2 separate regions of the Rattus norvegicus genome follow, and region 1 is linked to region 2. Evidence: chromatin contacts called from public Hi-C data. All regions are on one chromosome and are shown on one strand. The core of a region is the stretch at or near the end of the contact, and the rest is flanking DNA. Distances in the headings are between cores, read along the strand shown. Region 1 overlaps LOC134485941 (a long non-coding RNA gene). Region 2 overlaps LOC134485757 (basic proline-rich protein-like).

Region 1 (4,392 bases), core at 207-2,706, 380 kb before region 2:
GGAGCTGGGGAGATGGCTAAACAGTTAATCTCCATAGGATAGGAGAGAACTGAGGCGCACAAGCTGTCCTCTGAGCCCCACATGAGTACTATGGTGCATGCACAGTCAATACATAAAGAAAGAAATATTAAAACTGTAAATACTTATTTATGTGTATGAATGTTTTGCCTGGATATCTGTACCATATGTGTGCCTGGTGCCCACAGAGGTTGGAAAAGGGTCTCAGATCCCCTGAAACTGGACTTAAGGGGGGTTGTGAGACACCTTGTAGGTACTGGGAACCAAACATGGGTATGAGAAGACTTCCTGTAGGGTCTACTTGGAAGAACTCTTAGTTGCAGCAGGAGAAATGTTAATTTCCCTTTCCTCCAGAATGGAGGTGCCATTTGAGAGCAGGTTGTCTCCTCACGGTTAGTCTGATTAACTGAAGAATGGTAATGTGGCTCTTAGGGTCTGAAGTGGGGTAACATGACAATGGGTAAGGGCAGAAGAGAGTGGTCCAGAGGGGACCAACTCTCCTGCTTCCCTGAAGCCCAACGCTGGGTGGCTGTCATCTGTTCTCTTCCCGACTCTCCATGGTGGCTGGCCCTTCTCCACCATGGTTCTTTAGATGTATTTAACATGTGGTCTTGGTCTGTTTCCCTGGCATCCACCGTCTAAGTTCTAGCCCATAGAGGTCTGTGTTTGTGTCCAAGGGTGCAGGTGGTAGTGCCTTCCATTCCTGGACCCTGGATCTGCAGTCAGGGTCTCATCACTGGCACTCTGCTGGACACCAGTCCTGGGCATCGCCAGGCATCTATTTCCCTCATGTGAATGTGGGAACCATGCCATGGGCTGGCCAGTAGCAATGTCAGTTTCTCTTCTAAAGGTAGAGATGGAATGGCCGTTATTGAAAGAGCTTTGTTAATGAACTGTGTGTAGTGCCAAGTGAGAAGGTGACATTGCTTTTTCCTTGTGAGGACGGTCTTCATAACACTCCCCTCTCTCATTGCTGGGCCAAAGCCACATTAGTACATTGCAGAGCAGATGAGGGGAGCTCAACAAATAGCTGTTGAATGTGATCATCTCCTGCTCTCGCAGACTTTGCTAACACTTGTCTGGAGGATTAGCCTTCTTGTGCTGCTGATGGAGCCACTCAGGGTGCACGTGACCATGGAAGGCTTCAGAGCCATGCCAGGAGAGAGTGATGACTCCCTCCTCTCCCCCCACCCCCAGCCATGCTCCAAAATTCAGTGTGTTTTGGAGGCATGGGAACACCAGGAGTGGAAGGTTGAGGTGAGGGACCCATCTCGCTGATTAGAGAGAGGTAGGGTGGGGCAAAGGAAACTTATTGAATTCTTCTAAGTAGCTTCCAGGAACAGGTGGGCTGAGGGTGGACTAGGCTTGCCGAGAAGGCAGGTCACAGGACATTCCAGAAACCTGAGGGTCAGTTGCTTCTGGAGCTGAGGTGGCCAAATGCCTTCAGGGTGGATCATTTCCCTTGCTGACAGATCAGTGTGAGGTGTTTATTTATGAACCACACATTTATGTACTACATATAAAAGGGAGACATTTCAGAGAAATCCTAAGTAGAGATTTCTGTATGCTGCATCTGATAAAGATGTCTCGGCCTTATGTTTTGGACCTGGAAATTCGAAATGGGGAAGGGCGTGGGCAGAAGAAAGAGAGCAGGCCCCGTGATCGGGCTAGCTTAGTTTAGGATTTCATTCAGCGGCAACTCATTGCCTTCCAGCTGATGGTCCACTGCCAGAGCCGAGCTTCCATTTGCTTGCTACTTATTGTGGGTAACTGTCAGTCTCCCAATATTCCCACTTGTCCTCAGCTTCAGGAGTGACTACAGCAAGGGTCAGGCACCCAAATGATGTTCCAACTTCTCAGTGTACCTATCTACTTAGAGTGAGGGGCAAGGGCTGCACCTTCCTGCCATTTAACTGAACAGTCCACGTAGGTCTTCACATCCTCCAGCTCCAGAAGCCTCAAATATGACCTTAGTAGGTTTACTTCTTAGGAGGAAGGGAGGGAGGTACTGAACCCTTTAGTCCCATTTCCCAATGGGAAACTGAGGCACTTAGTAGGGATGAGAGGAGGCAATGGCAGAGCCAAGAACTGAGATTTGGCAAAGAGTAGCTGCCACCTTCTGTGGGCGTGTGCATGCTTGTGTGTGTGTGTGTGTATGTGTGTGTGTGTGTGTGTGTGTCACTAGTGCACGTATGTGTTTTCGTGTTCCTTTCTGATCCTCACTCCTCAAAAGGGATGCCCTGGAGATGACATGATTTAAAGAGGGCCCGACTTTTATGAGGATTACTAGGCACACTGCATAGTGTTTACTAATCTGAAGTGCTTATCAATAAATAGAAACACCAGTCGTCTCTGCCTTGCAGCACTGGGGGTTGAGGGGACATCATTAAGGTTACTCAGATCTAAATGTCAGAATCCATTTCTGAACTTCAGTCAACACACAAGACATCAGTCAACAGTGCCCACTTGCACATCCGCTAGCCTCCACACAAGCTAACACGGGTCTGGGTCCTGTTACATTTCCTTTCCTAGCCATGTTACTACAGTAGGGGCAGTAGCTAGCCCTGAGTGCCTACCTCACGCTGAGTTTGTTACATGATTCTTAATCTTCATGGTTCCACGAGGGGTGTTAAACGCTAAGGAGTTGCCTACCTGGCTCTTTCTTAGTCCTTCTCGGCTCTGGTGGCACCCATCCCCCTTAGCAGGGAGCTTTGCCTAGGAGCCTGCCCCCAGCTGTTCTCTCTCTATGGTGGCTGCTTCCTCAGAAGGCCATTCCCCTTCCAATGCCATAGACTACTGCCAACCCTAGATCAATTCCCCAGGCTTCAGACTAAACAGTCAATTACCAATTACCTCCCAGAATTCTCCTCTTAGCCACATCCAATTCCCCATGTTCAAAATAGAACTTACCGTCTTCTGTATATAGGTTTTGTGATCCCTGGTCTAATGAGTAACACACCATCAAGTTAGCCCCCTGCCCCCCAAGCTGGAGCTCAGAATTGATTGAGAATTTCCCAATCCTGCCTCCCCTCCACACCCACTCTGTAAGCAAGTCCTGCAGACCTGCTTTGTGCCACATCTCTTCCTCCACCCGGCCTCATGTCCTGGTTCTAATTTAGACCCTCGTTTTCTGTTGGCCTTCAGTCTTGTTTCCCTGAGGATCAACTTCTGTTCCCTTCCCATCGGAGCAATGATTCTCGAATCTGTAAAATGGCTCTCGGCTTGTCTAGCTTCCTATCGTGTTTAAAGGGAAGGAGAAACCATCCATGGCTTATCCTCTCAGGCTTCTCTGGCTTTTTACCTTTTCTCTCCCCAGATGGGCCACAACATCTCTAGGCCCAGCTGTCTTGCCTGACATAGGTATATTCCACTTGCCTAACTGCTAAACATCTTCTCAGCTTGAGGGTCCCATCTGTTGGGCAGATCCTCCTGATTTACCACCTCTGCCTTAGCACAGCCCCACAATAGACACATATACAAGCATACATGCACACATATGCACACTTACACACATGCAAGCTTACATACACATGCACACACATATACATACACTCGCACACTTACATTCACACACACACTTATATTCACACACATGCACACACATATGCACACACTCGCACACTTACACACATATGTACACACATGCATGCTTACAGTCATTCATATACGTACATGCATGCACCCCTCCCAGGAGTTGTCCAATCTCCTCACCTGGTTGCAACTCTCTTGGGAGTGATGGTTAAGTCTTAGCGACATGTTTCCCTGGTGTTCATACTGGTGTTTAGCACATAAGAATTCAACCCATGCCTACAGAATAAATGACTGAAGAAGTTACAGAAAATGTAAACCCAGGTTAAACACCAATCAGAGGAGGGCCAAGCCCTGGTTCCTTCCACTAGAGGGCACTCTCGCCGTGCTCTTCCCAGGCTGTCTCTCCTCAAGCAGCTGTGCGAGAAGCTGGCAGAGGTGCTGAGGGTCTGGCAGCGGCTTCTTGCTGGGCTCCTGTCAGTCTCTTCAGACGCATCCTTTATTTCTCTATTTACACTTCTCTCACTCCATGCTTGCTCTTGGCACACAATGCTTACCTACAGCAAATACAGACCCTTTCTCACTCCCTTAGTTCTAGCCCTAAACGGTTTAAACCATCAATGAACATTAATTATTGACAAGTTTTGAGGCACCTCCTGGTGCCTTAACGCTTTTGAGCAACAGGGGGTGTTACTTTGCTATGTAGGTGGACATATGCTTTTGGTAGAAGGGTTGGGGTTGCTGAGAGACCCTCAAATCATACACACTGCTTTAGTTGCCAGGCAATGTTTAGCCTTGACCGCCGTCCAGAGCACATCTCTGTCAGTACACCTGAGTGCCCAATTG
Region 2 (4,955 bases), core at 833-3,332:
TACTGAGCTGGAGCAGCACAGTGCATATAGAACCATGTGTATGCAGTGGAAAATACTTTCAGGTCATTCGTTTCGATTTATGAATCTCTTTGGCAGCCTTTGTTCTACTCTTGCGTGAGGCTCTGCCAAGTTTATAAATACTTCCTCTGAATGACAATAAATTTGGTCTCCCCTAATCTTTCTCTCCATAGATAAAATCTCATTGAGGTTGGAATAACACTAACACTTAACAGTAACTGCTTTCTTGCTTGATTTCAACACCCAAAGCAAATGAATCTGAGGCCTCCTATGTCTGAGGTCACAGCTGCTTGCCTCAAGGACTCTTGCCTATCCGTATCCTGACAGTTGGAAGCTCACTCGCTTGGATAACTGCCTCTCATGCTGTTTTGTTTTATGAAGTCAAGACCATTGATAAAACCCAGACAGTTTGAAGAAAGGGCCTAGAGAAGGTCATTTCTCTGGACCCTTGGCTGCACCTTCCTGACAACAGATGAATTCACCAGATGTATCAGAAGCAGCTCTCTTTTCTTCGTGCAAGATGAGTGTGCCCTTTGTTTGATGAGCCTTGAAAGCTTAAAGGTAAGGAAGCATAATAATATATCATCTCGGTCTTGTTTTTCACCTAAATTCTTTCTTTATTACTTCTGCAACTGGCCAGGTGCTTAACATAGAGGCAGACACACAAGACTTCTAAAAGGCATTCGCTTATCAACACTACTATCAAACTTGCAGTCGGCTCACCTCTATCCTGTATCTACTCAACTCCAGAAAACTCTCTCAGCCACTTAGAAACTGTAAAGAAATACGGTGCAGGTTATAACCTGAATTGATAATTAACTGATCAATCTTATTTTTTTTTTCAGCTCAGTGAAAATTACCTTATATGCTGCTAGTGAGCACGGAGAAAAATAATTCACCTTTGGACCCTGTTTTCTTTCCCTGCATCGCTAAATATGGATGCAGAGGGAGAAAACATATGGCAATGTAAAGGAGAAAAAGACGAAAGCAAGGGCCAGAGATCACAAGGCCAGAGGTCATGAGGCCAGACACACAGCCCAATGGGACCCCCCAAGGCAGATTTTTCATTTCTCTTTTCCCTTCTTTTCTGTCATCCCTCTGCTTCTGCTTCCTCTTCCTTTCTGCTTTTTACCACCCCAATGTGAAATACATTAGGCAATGTACTCTGACAGCTATGTTTTTTTTAAATAATTATTGTTACCCCCTAATAACATTGACTAACTTTTTTAATTTGGAGTTTGCCAATTTCGGTACTAATTAATAATTATATAAGAATTGCATTTACTTCTTGGATCACTGGCCTGTAACTTCTACACGTCTTGACAGGTTTAAATTGAAATGGAAAATAAACCTTCTTCCTTGTTTTAGGACGACTCACAGCAGTGATGAATTTAGAGGGTTCGGGCTCTTCTTCCCCTTTGCCCCTCCCCCTCTTGTTACTCACACTCAGCTGTGTCACCCTAGTGACCAATGAACAAGGAATCTACCATAGGCTCTTTGGGGAAGTGATGACTCACAGTAATCCTCCTCCCTCCAGACCAGCCACCTGTGACTTCTACTGCCAAGGGCTGGGGCAGGGCTCTGTACACAGTGTCGTTCCCCCTCAATAAAGGCTGCTGATTGATAGAGGGCCAGGTGGCCGCCAGGCTGGCCCCAAGTGAGCCCGCAGGAAAGATACACCAGTGAGGTTCAGGGTCGCAGAGGTGGCCTTTGTGAGTCCAGCATGAGATTATCTTGTAAGCTCGAAAACTGTCCCCAGATTTGAATTTAAACCTTCTCCAAGCAGAGAGGCCTTGAGCTTCTCGCTCTGAGTCTCGGGCATGTATTTTCATCTATGGACGAAAGGTAACACTGCCCACTTTGCACATTTCTAGGGAGTATCCAGGACGCAGCATCCGGAAAGCACCTAGACGATGGGATAAGAGCAAGGAGAATGAAGCGAGACAGGGACCAACACCTGGGTTCATCTAGAGTAGTGTGGGAGAGCAGTCCAGCCAGGTTCCTGTACACAGGCGGCAAAGAGAAATCCCTTGCTTCCAACAATGGTTATTTCCTGATCTTGCTGACTACACAGCACCACCTAGGGGCGGAATATGTTTGGAACCGACCGAGGTCCCTGCAAGGAAAGTTAACTACACACAGTGCCTCTGCCTCTTTTGGACTTCCCAGTCTCCACAGTTCCTCTTGCCTCTGCTCCCTCTTTCCCATCCCATGTCCTTTCCCACCCAATCCTCATTCTTCTCTTCTCTTTCTCCTCATCCTGGTGCACTGTTTTTCACACTGGTGTCCTCAGGGCTTTGAACAAAATGTAAATCTGTGGGAAGTCAGATAACATCCATTCCCAAACAGCTCTGCCCTTCTTCTTACACTCCCTGAGATTGACTTCTTTTAGATGGCACCAAGAACTACTGGATTGCCATGGTTACATTGTCCCTGGGCTGAGACAGGGTCCGTCTGGTGCTGTGGACAGTAGGGCCTGGGGATTTCCACTGCGGTCAGAGAATGAAATGAGATGGGTCACTCTCAGGTCACGTCTATATCCCAGGAGCCTATTCTTCCTAGTGGGAATCCCACTGTGAATATTTTCTTGTTCTCTGACTAAACTTAGATGGAAGACCAGAGCTGGAGAGTTGGCCAGTGGTTGAGAGCACTAGTTATTTTTGCACGTGACCTGGGGCTCTACACGGTAGCTCACAACTGTGTGTAACTCCAGGGTCTCCAACATCCTCTTCTGACTTCAATAGGCATAGAATATTGTTTACACACATAGAATAGTGTTTTACACACACACACACACACACACACACACACAAATACATGTAGGCAGTTCACTTATCACAAACAATAATTTTAAAATTTCTCCATATATGTACATGCATATATATTTATTCATGTGTGCATATACATACATGAATGTGTAGATAAATGTATACACATATGCACATACATATACATGAGCACAACAAACAAACAGAAGAGTGAGGGTTATTTTAGCCAAGTCTACATTTTATGAGACTTTCCAATTTCAACCCCCATTCTAGGAACTGTGATGTACATACAGGGCTGAAGTATTTCTTGTAAGACACACTTACAAAGGGATGTTGGATTCGGTTCAGCATTCTCTCCACACCTCCTTAAGTCTCTCTCATTCTTCTCAAGAGCAAAGATTTGCTTTCAAATCCCAACAAGTTGCCCTTGAAATGAGATCAAGTTTGTTCAATATGAAGGGTTTCAAAACCGCAACGAGATAATAAACATCCCAGGGTGTTATCAGAATATGTCACTTCAATAATCTGTGTTCCTAAATTTCCCAGAAAAATTTTGAATGCCAATCTAGGTAGTCAAGAGCATAAATATCAAGTTACCGTGTTCCTGTCTACTTACATTTTGCCAAGCCTAATGTTATTTGGTATATACATTTGCTCTGATTATGGCAAACAAAATTCAAAATTTGGACTTTATAAATCATCTAGTTCACATTAAAGAGCCTCAGAAAATATATTTAAATTTCAACTATTCCAATAGCAGCATTTACACACACAGCACACACGCACACATGCACACACGCACACACATATATATATATGAGATAATTCCTGCGTCCAATGAAGAATAGGTAGAAAAGCCATGTGTGCATTTCTTCTGAAAATAATGTTTTTTTCTATAAATGCCATGATTTTTTCTTTTTAATTTATTCACTTTACATCTTACTCACTGCCCCCTTTCCCAGTCACCCACTTTGCTATCCTCCCCCGTATCCCTCCTCCCCTTCTTTTCTGAGAGGATAGGCATCCTGTTGGGTATCCTCCCACCCACGAGTACATCAAGTCTCTTCTGGGCTAGGTGTATCCTCCTCTACCGAGACCAGACAAGACAGCCGATGGACAGTTGTTCCAGACCCACATGAAGATCAAGCTTCACATATGTATGTGCCGTGAGGTCTAGGTCCAGTCCACATATGTTCTTTGGTTGGTGTTTAGTCTCTGAGAGCCCTGAGGGTCCAGGTTAGTTGAATCTTTTGGAATTCCTGGGGAATTGCTATCCCCTCTGAGACCCTCAATCCTTCCCCCTGCTCTTCTAGAAGAGTCTCCAAGCTACATCCGCTGTTTGACTGTGGGTGTCTGCATCTGTCTGAGTCAGCTGCTGGATGTATCCTCTCAGAGGACAACCATACTAGATTTCTGTCTGCAAGCATAACAGAATATCATTAGTAGTATCAGGGATTGGTGCTTGCCCATGGGACGTGTCTCAAGTTGAGCTGGTTATTGCTTGGCCATTCCCTTAGTCTCTGTTTCATCCCCAATCCCTGCATTTCTTGTGGACATGATAAATTTTGGGTCAAAGGTTTTGTGAATTAGTGGGTATCCCTATGGCTCCATGGGGTTCTTCCTGGTTATAGGAGGTGGTCTTTTCAGGTCCCATATCACCAATGCTGTGAGTCATGGCTAAGGTCACCCTCATCGATTCTTGGGTGCCTCCTTTATCCCAGGTCTCTGTCTTGTCCTAGAGGTGCCCCCTACCCTCCCACCTACCAGTTGCAGATTTCCATTCATTCTCATGTTTATCTGGCCATCTCTCCTGTCCCTCTCCACACCTGACTTGAACCCCCACTCCCATTCCCCTCCTGATCCCCTCTCCCACCCAGCTCCCCTCCCTCCATCGGCCTCTAATGACCATTTCATTCCCTCTCCTAAGAGAGATTCAAGCATCCTCCCTTGTGCCTTCCTTCTTGTTTAGCTTCTTCGGAGAATCGTGTATTGAATGCAAAGTGGAACCACAACCTTAGCCATAATTTCACTTTCTATGTTTTCAGCTGCCTGGGGTCAACCTCAGTCTGAAAATTGCAAATGGAAATTTTTGCAGATCAACAACTCCGAAGTCCTAAACGTGTGTACCATTCTGTATAGTATGAGAAACCCTGTAGCTCTGTCATTCCA

Evidence for each region. A called contact is a pair of places that touch in the nucleus more often than the background predicts.
Region 1: a contact with region 2 is called in a Hi-C map of the A7r5 cell line, with 4 times the contacts expected there. The contact joins two enhancer-like sites. A contact is called at or near these places in 12 of 12 Hi-C or Micro-C datasets (the A7r5 cell line, the Rat2 cell line, Schwann cells and 7 more) and 1 of 1 datasets of contacts at active chromatin or transcription factors (oligodendrocytes).

What each region holds. Positions count from the first base shown.
Region 1 is chr2:192,822,420-192,826,811 of GRCr8, reverse strand. All of the region lies in intron 1 of LOC134485941 (a long non-coding RNA gene), which reads left to right. Among named protein-coding and RNA genes, the nearest start is that of Tspan2, 42 kb to the left of the region's middle. Within about 2 kb of position 1,456, at least 1 of the 93 cell types and tissues checked has an H3K27ac peak or open chromatin away from gene starts, as enhancers often do. A contact at or near this core is called in the A7r5 cell line, where this site is marked.
Region 2 is chr2:192,444,523-192,449,477 of GRCr8, reverse strand. The region is part of intron 1 of LOC134485757 (basic proline-rich protein-like); the gene reads right to left. Among named protein-coding and RNA genes, the nearest start is that of Vangl1, 120 kb to the right of the region's middle. Within about 2 kb of position 2,082, at least 9 of the 93 cell types and tissues checked have an H3K27ac peak or open chromatin away from gene starts, as enhancers often do. A contact at or near this core is called in the A7r5 cell line, where this site is marked.